Regions from separate parts of the Podarcis muralis genome. Here region 2 is linked to region 1. A link is a contact called in public Hi-C data. All regions are on one chromosome and are shown on one strand. The core of a region is the stretch at or near the end of the contact, and the rest is flanking DNA. Distances in the headings are between cores, read along the strand shown.

The links. A called contact is a pair of places that touch in the nucleus more often than the background predicts.
Region 2: a contact with region 1 is called in a Hi-C map of tail, with 3 times the contacts expected there. The contact joins the promoter of WDR72 here to the promoter of PIGB in region 1. A contact is called at or near these places in 2 of 3 Hi-C or Micro-C datasets (blood and tail).

Annotation. Positions count from the first base shown.
Region 1 is chr14:6,482,464-6,486,588 of rPodMur119.hap1.1, forward strand. PIGB (phosphatidylinositol glycan anchor biosynthesis class B) reads right to left here and starts at 1,780. Exons shown (of 12, transcript XM_077918985.1): 1 at 721-1,780. The coding sequence starts at 1,171. It overlaps LOC144325507 (a long non-coding RNA gene), which reads left to right and starts at 2,035. Exons shown (of 2, transcript XR_013390666.1): 1 at 2,035-4,125.
Region 2 is chr14:6,729,787-6,733,911 of rPodMur119.hap1.1, forward strand. It overlaps WDR72 (WD repeat domain 72), which reads left to right and starts at 1,691. Exons shown (of 20, transcript XM_077918700.1): 1 at 1,691-1,863.

The DNA.
Region 1 (4,125 bases), core at 530-3,029:
AGAGACAGCTATGACTATACACAGCAAGATGCCACAGCTGCCCTTGCTCTGCACTACTGGCCTTCCTCTGGCCAGCCACCAGGGCTTCGCTCTGGCCACAGACCTACAAAAGGGAAGCACCAAAGCTGCCAGCTGCTGCCTGTCAGGTGCCATGTGGCAGCAACAGCGCTGTCATCTCCAAGGCATCTTGGTGCTGTAGGAGGCAGAGGCGGTAAGTGCAAAGGTCCTCCCTGCCCCCATTCAAGCATCCTGTAACCCAGCAGGAAGTTCTCTTGCACAAGGGCCACGGATCTGAATAGGCACCACTGCAGCCTTGCGTGCCTCCCACGGGGAGTTTGTGCAGGAGACCTTCCCAAGGGATGGGGCCTCGTCACTGCCTTTTGAGGGACAAACATCCCAGGGGCCCAAGAGTCCCACAAGGGGTGGGGGGAGGATGGAAATGTGCTTCGTGCATGACGCGGCCTCTCCCTCTGGCCCTGCAGGTGCTGGTCAAGGCAGCTGGAGGGAGCCTCCCTGGACGTGCACGCCGCCGGCTTCCTTGCTCCTGGGACGGGGCGCCTCAAGCGTCGCTCGGCCCCTGCGGGAAAGGAACAACCACCTTGGCAAGGCCCCCTCCTGCCCGCAGGATGCAGCCCTCCTGACTAGCGCCTTGGCTTCCTTAGGCCGCGGCTACTTCTGCCTCACAACAGCCCCGCGAGGTGGACCGCGGCCTCTCCTCACCCGCCCCCCGCCCCGCGAGGGTCCCGGAGGGGGCGGGCCTGTACAGCGTCGACTTCCGCTTCCGCAGCCGCACCGGCGGGGTCCGCCTCCCGCCGCCGACCCCCTGCGCGGCTTCCATGGCGACGCCGGCGCGGCTCCAGGACGGCCACTTCCGCCTTCCTGGGGGCGGGGGCAGCCTCCCCCGTCGGAGCGCATGCGCGCCCAAAAGCCGATCCCGCTTCCTCCTTTGCCCATGCGCGTCTCGGCTCCCGGCAGCTCGTCTCGCGAGAAGGGGCGGGGCGAGACCGTCGCGCGACTTCCGGCGCCTGGAGCCGCACCGGTTGAGCGGCTGCCTGAGGGAGAGTTGAGCCGCGGAGAGCGAGATAGGCGTCGCGGAGGCCATGCTGGGCCGGCGGGGCTTGTCCTTCGGGCAGCTGCTCCTGGCCACCGGGCTCGGCGTGGCGGGAGGCATCTACGTCTACCAGCCCATCTTCCAAGGCGGCCCACGCGCGGGAGGCCCTGCCCAGGACACGCCGCCGCCGCCGCCGCGGCAGGAGGAGAAGCCGCCCCCCGGGACCCGCCTCGGCTGAGCCGGAGAGAGGCCGGCGCTCCCTCGCGGCCGCGACGAGGCTCCTTTCTTGGCCCCCCACGATGGGAAGCCCGCCCGGCGCCCAAGCGCTGCCGAGAAGCCCCTCCGAAGCGAAAGAGATGGGGACTGGAAGTTGGAAAAATTCAACATGCCGTAAGCCATGTGCGAGGGATCACCAGGAAAGGGGCTGAATATATAAACCTGCCAGCAGCACAGCGCCAAACCACGAGATCCACAATGGTTGGAACAGCCAAGAACTGGGAGGGAGGCAGGTGATATCTTTGCTGCAGCTGTCAGACCAGTGAGAAGAGACATCAGCAGCAGCCGCCCAGGGAGGACATCCTGCTCTGCGTGGGACTGACGTGGCTGGGACGCCAAAGAAAAAGAGGAGCAGGGACTTGCATACCCTGTTCAACTCTAGTGACTGTTGTATCACTGCCATTTAAATGGCTATTTGAATATAACAGTTTAACATAACTTTATTCAGTAGGCGGGGTATAAATACTCCTAAATACAATAAAATAAAATAGACCTATGGCAAGACAACGCTTGGAATGCCGTGTGCCGTTTCCGCTCACTTAAAAATGGATGTTGTGGAGTTGGAAAAGGTCAGAATAGGGCAAATGGAATGATCAAGGGGATGCAGCGACTCCCTTGTGAAGAAAAGTGGCAGCATTTGGGCTTTTTTAGCGGAGAAAAGGAAAGTAAGAGGTGATGTGAGGGAAGTTTATAAAATAACGCATGACACATAGTTTCTCTCATAGGATTAGGACCCAGTGGCAGATTTAAGAAAGCCAGAAGGAAGGAGTGCTTTACATAGTTAAGCAAGTTCATGCCTTTTTTTAATTATTAAATTTATATACCACTTTATCTTCCAAGGAGTTCAAGGTGATGCATATGGTTCTTCCCATTTCATCCTCACAACAACCCTTTGAGGTAGCTTAGGCTAATAGATGGTCACCCAGTAGTCCAACACGCTACCCATTACGCCACATTGGATGGTTTAAAAGAGGATTAGACAAATTCATGGAGAAGGCTATCAACAGCCACAACCCACAACAGCCATGTTCTACCTCTGCTGCCAGAGGTGGTGTTTTGTATTCTCATTTTGTATTTTTCTGTTGTGAAGCGCTCTGGGATCTTTGGATGAAGGGAGGTATACAAATTTAATAAATATAACAACAGCAGCAGTATGCCGCTGAATGCCAGTTGCTGGGAACTACAGATGGAAGAGTGTTGCTGCTGTTCTCAGATCCTGCATTTCAGCTTCTCCAGATTTGGGGCATCTGGACTAGGTGGGCCCCTCTGGCCTGACCCTGATGCAGCCAGATTCTGGCTTCCCCTCTGGGCTAAAGTGAGCCGAATTCACAGTTGTGCATATCTGGGGGAGCTTTGGAGAGAGAACTTAGGAATCCATGAGGGTGGCCGGCCGCCAGAGGGCACCAAAGCTGCAGGAGTTGTGGCAGCTGCTGTGTGGTTGAGACAGTGGATACAGAGCTGCTTTTGTAGAGCCTGTTGTAGCAAAACAAATCCAGAACCCTTGGGGGACGACTTAAGGGTGAGCAGATGACCCAAGAAAACCTTCACTCATCCTTCAGGCACTGCCTTGCGGAGGAGGAAGCTTCAGCCTCTTAAGTCAGACATAGGCAACCTCGGCCTGCCAGATGTTTTTGGGACTACAATTCCCATCATCCCTGACCACTAGTCCTGTTAGTTGGGGATCATGGGAGTTGTAGTCCCAAAACATCTGGCGGGCCGAGGTTGCCTATACCTGCTCTAAGTGGTCCTCCCCTTTCTTTGAAGCTGGTTTCAAATGACCCCCAAATCTGTAGGGGGCTACCAGTTGTTTTTGTGGGCAACAGCACCACCTCTTAGGTTTCCCCAAGTCGGCAAGCCTGGGCAGACTTCCCTGCCAGCCCCTGTGAGCTCACCAGGACTGCCTAGTACAGGGGTCTGCAACCTTTAAGACAAAAAGAGCCACTTGGACCCGTTTCCGAAGAAAAAAAACCTGGGAGCCGCAAAACCATTGCATGCGCACCGCTGCCCTCCGATCTGATAGCGGGCAGGAAGGTGACGTCGGGACGCGTGACTAACACACGCACCGCCCCCATGCGACGTCGCAGCCAGTACAGCGCTCGCCACAGTGGGGAGTGTTGGGGCGCACAATGCGCCTCCTTCCCTCGCTAGTATCCGCCCCGGAGCCGTGGCAAAGGTGTAAAAGAGCAACATGCGGCTCCGGAGCCGCGGGTTGCCGACCCCTGGCCTAGTAGGTAGACGGGAGCAAGTTAGCCAGAGGAAGGGCAGGGGAAGATGCAGACCCTACAGAGAGCCCCAAGTCTCTCCATCCAGCTGTGCTGGCAGAATGGAGATGTGAAGGCCCAAGGGGAAAATGGTGGGACACTGCCATTTGCTTTAATGGATCGACCTCCACGGGTCATGTTTTTCATATTTAATCATTGTTATTTTCTTAATTGCTGTGTCTTTTTAAACACATGCTGCATTGGGACTTTGGGTAAGAGGTGGCATGGAAATCCTTTGAACAAACCAACCAACACACTTTGAATTTGAAAGCATCCCAGAGTGCTAATCTCCAAAGGGCGAGCTGTGTTGGTTTGCTGCAGAACAAAGGGTGTTGAGGCTTGTGGCTGGCTTCAGCCTGTGGAAGTTTATTATGCCACAAAGTTATTAAGTCTTTGAATTGTCACAGGATTCTTGGCTGTTTTGAGAGCATCAACCAAGTTCTTCATCCATCTCCTTTAGCAAAATCTACACACTTTCGGGGCATGTTTCAACAAAAGTTGAACACATTTAAAGTGCAGTCCTATACTTTGGAACTC
Region 2 (4,125 bases), core at 441-2,940, 250 kb after region 1:
TCTATCTGTCCTGACACAGCTACTTCACAAAGAGACTTCTGATCTCCTCGTGAATTGTATGTTCAGAAAGACATTGAGGGGAGACAGGGAGTTGGCAACATGTCAGCTGTTAAGGGCCCCTGAACCTGTCAACCTCTGATTGACAGGTGGATCTGTCTAGCCAGTAGAATGAAGGCCAAGGAAGGTGCTGTCAGTGGTCCATTAAGGCAAACGTGTGCTGCCCCACCAGCCTTAGCCTGCCCTCAGTTAGCCCCCAGCTGTGTGCCTTCTTGCTTGGGCCTAGTCCAGGGGATGGTCCTGGTTGCCAGCTTCCTCCTCCTCCTCCCTGTAAAACTCAGAGGATGAGGGCAAAATGAGAGCCAGTTGGCTCTGTCCGCCATTGGCTCTGCCTCCATCAACTGTTGGTCTCCCTACCTTCTGCCCACCAGTCACTGCTGGGTGCTGTCGGCCCCTGGGGAAGTGGAAACTGAGGCTGTTGAAGTATTCCTGCCTGCTGGATTTCCTCCCCTCCTGAAGGGCAAAGTTCCCACAGACTGACTACTGGAAACTTGGTGGGACTCCATGGCCTGTCTCCTCTGGGAAGCTGAGGGACTTGGAGGTGTTTAACTGCAGGTGTCTCAGGCTGGAAGGTAGCTGAGAACGAGAGGTGGCCCAGGATACAATATACTGTGAGACATTTGAGCAGCCCTTCAAATATTGCTGGTGGCCAGCATGGCCAATGGTCAGGGAGGGTGGTGGTGGTGGGCCCCATGGTATCTAGAGGGAACCCAGTTGGGAGGGGAACATGTGGCAGGGGCAGAAGGGCACCAGCTGGGTGAGAAGAATCTGACTTCCCCCTGTGATCTAATAGATGATAGGTCTGGTCATTGGCCGGGGGTTTGCCACCATTCCAACTAAAGGTAAAAGGTAAAGGTACCCCTGCCTGTACGGGCCAGTCTTGACAGACTCTGGGGTTGTGCGCCCATCTCACTCAAGAGGCCAGGGGCCAGCGCTGTCCGGAGACACTTCCGGGTCACGTGGCCAGCGTGACAAAGCCGCATCTGGCGAGCCAGCGCAGCACACGGAACGCCGTTTACCTTCCCGCTGGTAAGCGGTCCCTATTTATCTACTTGCACCCAGGGGTGCTTTCGAACTGCTAGGTTGGCAGGCGCTGGGACCAAGCAGCGGGAGCGCACCCCGCCGCAGGGATTCGAACCGCCGACCTTTCGATCGGCAAGCCCTAGGCGCTGAGGCTTTTACCCACAGCGCCACCCACGTCCCTACCATTCCAACTAAACTTCACCTTTTCCAGAATCTGCTTCACCCTAGTTTGGAGCTGAACTGGCTGAAAAAAGGAAGGCACCTCCATGCTGCTTCATTTGTCAGAATTAAATGCACCAGTCCTGAAGCCCTGTCTTTCATCTTAGGAAAGAGAGAGTGTGCCCAGTCATCTTGTGGTAGTGGGGCCCAAGATGCACCCACCTTCCTGGCAGTGCCAAGTCTCCCCCAAAGCAGGCTCAGCTATTCCACTGCAGCTGCAGGGAGAAGCTCAGGGCTGGGAGAGGCAAGGTGGGGAGGAGAAGGCTGGGTGAGCCAAGCCCAGTTCCGGCCAGCTGGGACTGCTGGCCCAGAAGGTGCCCAACCCTCAGCCAAGGTCAGTCTCTGCCAGAGCAGGCAAGGGGGGGAGGGAGCGTCTTCTGGGCTCAGCCAGCAGCAGCAGGTGGAGTCCCAGGGAGAGCTCCTCCTCCTGTGAACTGAGAAGAGCTCTAAGAACAGCAGGCTCCCTACAGAAAGGCTGGACCCATTTCCCAGTACCTGACTGAGGAGAGGGAAGAGACTGGAGAGGAGCACACGTCCCCAGCCCCGTGAAGAGCCTCGATGCTGGTGAGTTGGGGTTGCAGAACCCAGTCCTGGAAAGAGCCAGGATCCCCCCTCTCCCTCTGTGTCCCCCTGCCCCACAAAGCCTCCCTGACTCTGGGTCAGCATCAGCCCAGGGGAGTCAACAGAAAGGGGGTCCCATCTGGGTACTGAGGGACTCACAGCCTACCGGATGCCAACAGCCATGAGCTCTCCTCTCTTTCGCTCCCAGGGGCTGGCAAGGAGGCTGTGCTAGTGTTGGGGCAGGGGGACCCCAGTGTGGCTTCAGTGGAGGGATTTGTACCGACCCCTGACCCCTGGGCCCTCCCCTCCCTGGATCTTTGGGGTGGGCAGGCTCTGGATTTCCTTGGATTTGCCTTTCCTTGGAAATTTAGTGCCAGAAACCTGACACACACACCCATCTCAGTTTCTGGCACTATTCTAATATTCATCTAATGTTTATTGGATGGATTTCCCCCCTAAATAGATTTTTGAATTCTGAATTTATTGTTATTCACGTTTTATACTGTATTTTATGCTGTTTTTTGGTGTATCAATTAAGTGTTTTAAATTTGTTGTTAGCCGCCCTGAGCCCGGTCTTCTGAACCGGGAAGGGTGGGGTATAAATAAAATTATAATTATTATTATTATTATTATTATTATTATTATTATTATTATTATTATTCACCTGATTGCAGAGGAGGTTGTGTAGCTGCATCCTTTGTTTCGGGAGGGGTCTGCAGATGCTCTATCTGTCAGTACCCACCTGGGAATAAGTAAAAAAGGCCTGGGTCTCTAATTCCATGCTGGTGTCATGGAGGGGCTGTGTTGGCAAGAGGTGGCAGGCATGCATTTTCATTTTGGGATTCCCTTCTAAAAAAAGGAGAGGTTCTGAGGCTTGGACCTGCCTGCAAGCCCCATCCATCCCTCAGTCCCAGACAGAAAAAAGCACTCTGTATGTGTAAAGAGGCACTCTGTTCTCTGGGATTACTGTTAAACCTCTGGCTTTCAAACTGTTCCTTGGGGGTGGGGAGGCAGGGAGGTTGTGGGCTTGTAGGGTGTGGTTCAAATGACATTCCAGCCCTTTCCCCCTCTTTCCTCCCTGCAGGCAGCAGCCCTGCATCAAGATGCCTTGCAAAGCCCATTAGTCATCCTTGCTGAGTGTTTACCCTAAACAGTGGCTGCCTAACAGGAAGAAAGAAGAGAGGGGGGTGAGAGAGAATGCAGCTCAGTCCCAAATGGAGAAGAATAAGGAGCAGGCAGAAAACCTGGGCCATGAGAATTGCCAGGTCAAAACAGTTGAGTTCTGATGATCTGGGGATTCAATTTCCCCTCCCTGCTGTTGGACAGAGCCACAAGGTTGTGTGTGTGTGTGTGTGTGTGCGCGCGCGCATTTCAGAAGTGTGGCCCAGGCTTTGCTTCCTGCTCTCCCTTCCTGATGGACCATAAATGCTGCTCTTGTGTACTGTTTCAACATGACCGGATGCTTCTGAGGAGCAGGAACCAAAACATGGCCTGTAAGATCTGCTTGGCAGGGTTGAGTGGAAAGACAGTTCAAGGTCACAGGAAAGCTCCTGCTGGTACCACTGCTTGACAACTGGGAGCATTTGGGGTCTTCTCACTTGGTTGACTTGCTTCAGACCCCTTTGCTTTGATTATAGCCCATTTTGTCCATTTGGGGTGCAGATATTGCACTCCAGCTCTCCTCAGCAACCAGCATGGCCGGTGGTCAGGGAAGGTTTCCAACAACCTCTGATCAGTCCCAGGATCCCTAAACTTGTGTACTGTTGAAGCCCGTGGAAATTCGAGGTCCCATCTGATAGTATTTGAGAACCTATTATTTTTCCTTTATGGCCTTTTACTTTAAAAGTTCAACAATTATGAATCACCATGGGGGAAGCGCTGTTAAACAGCTGGACCCCTTTGAATCATTTGCAGGAATTCATCAAGTTCAACCTGAGGCATAGCTCAGTTGGTAGAGGATGAGACTCTTAATCTCAGGGTCTGGGGTTTGGTCCCCATGTTGGGTGAAAGATTCCTGCATTGCACGGGGTTGGACTAGATGATCCCTGTGATCCCTTCAAACTCTACGATTCTATGATCTTTCACCTTTTTCTAAAGCATTGTGTGTGCAAAGAGATCTTGTAACAATTGCAAAACTTTGCATGTAGCCACATGTGGGCTGTATGTATCAGCCGCAGTTGAATTATATGGCGAGAGAGAGCCTGGTGTGTGGGTGTGGGTGTGTGGGTGTGAGAGAGAGAAAGAGAGAGGCTTTGGTAGTGCCTT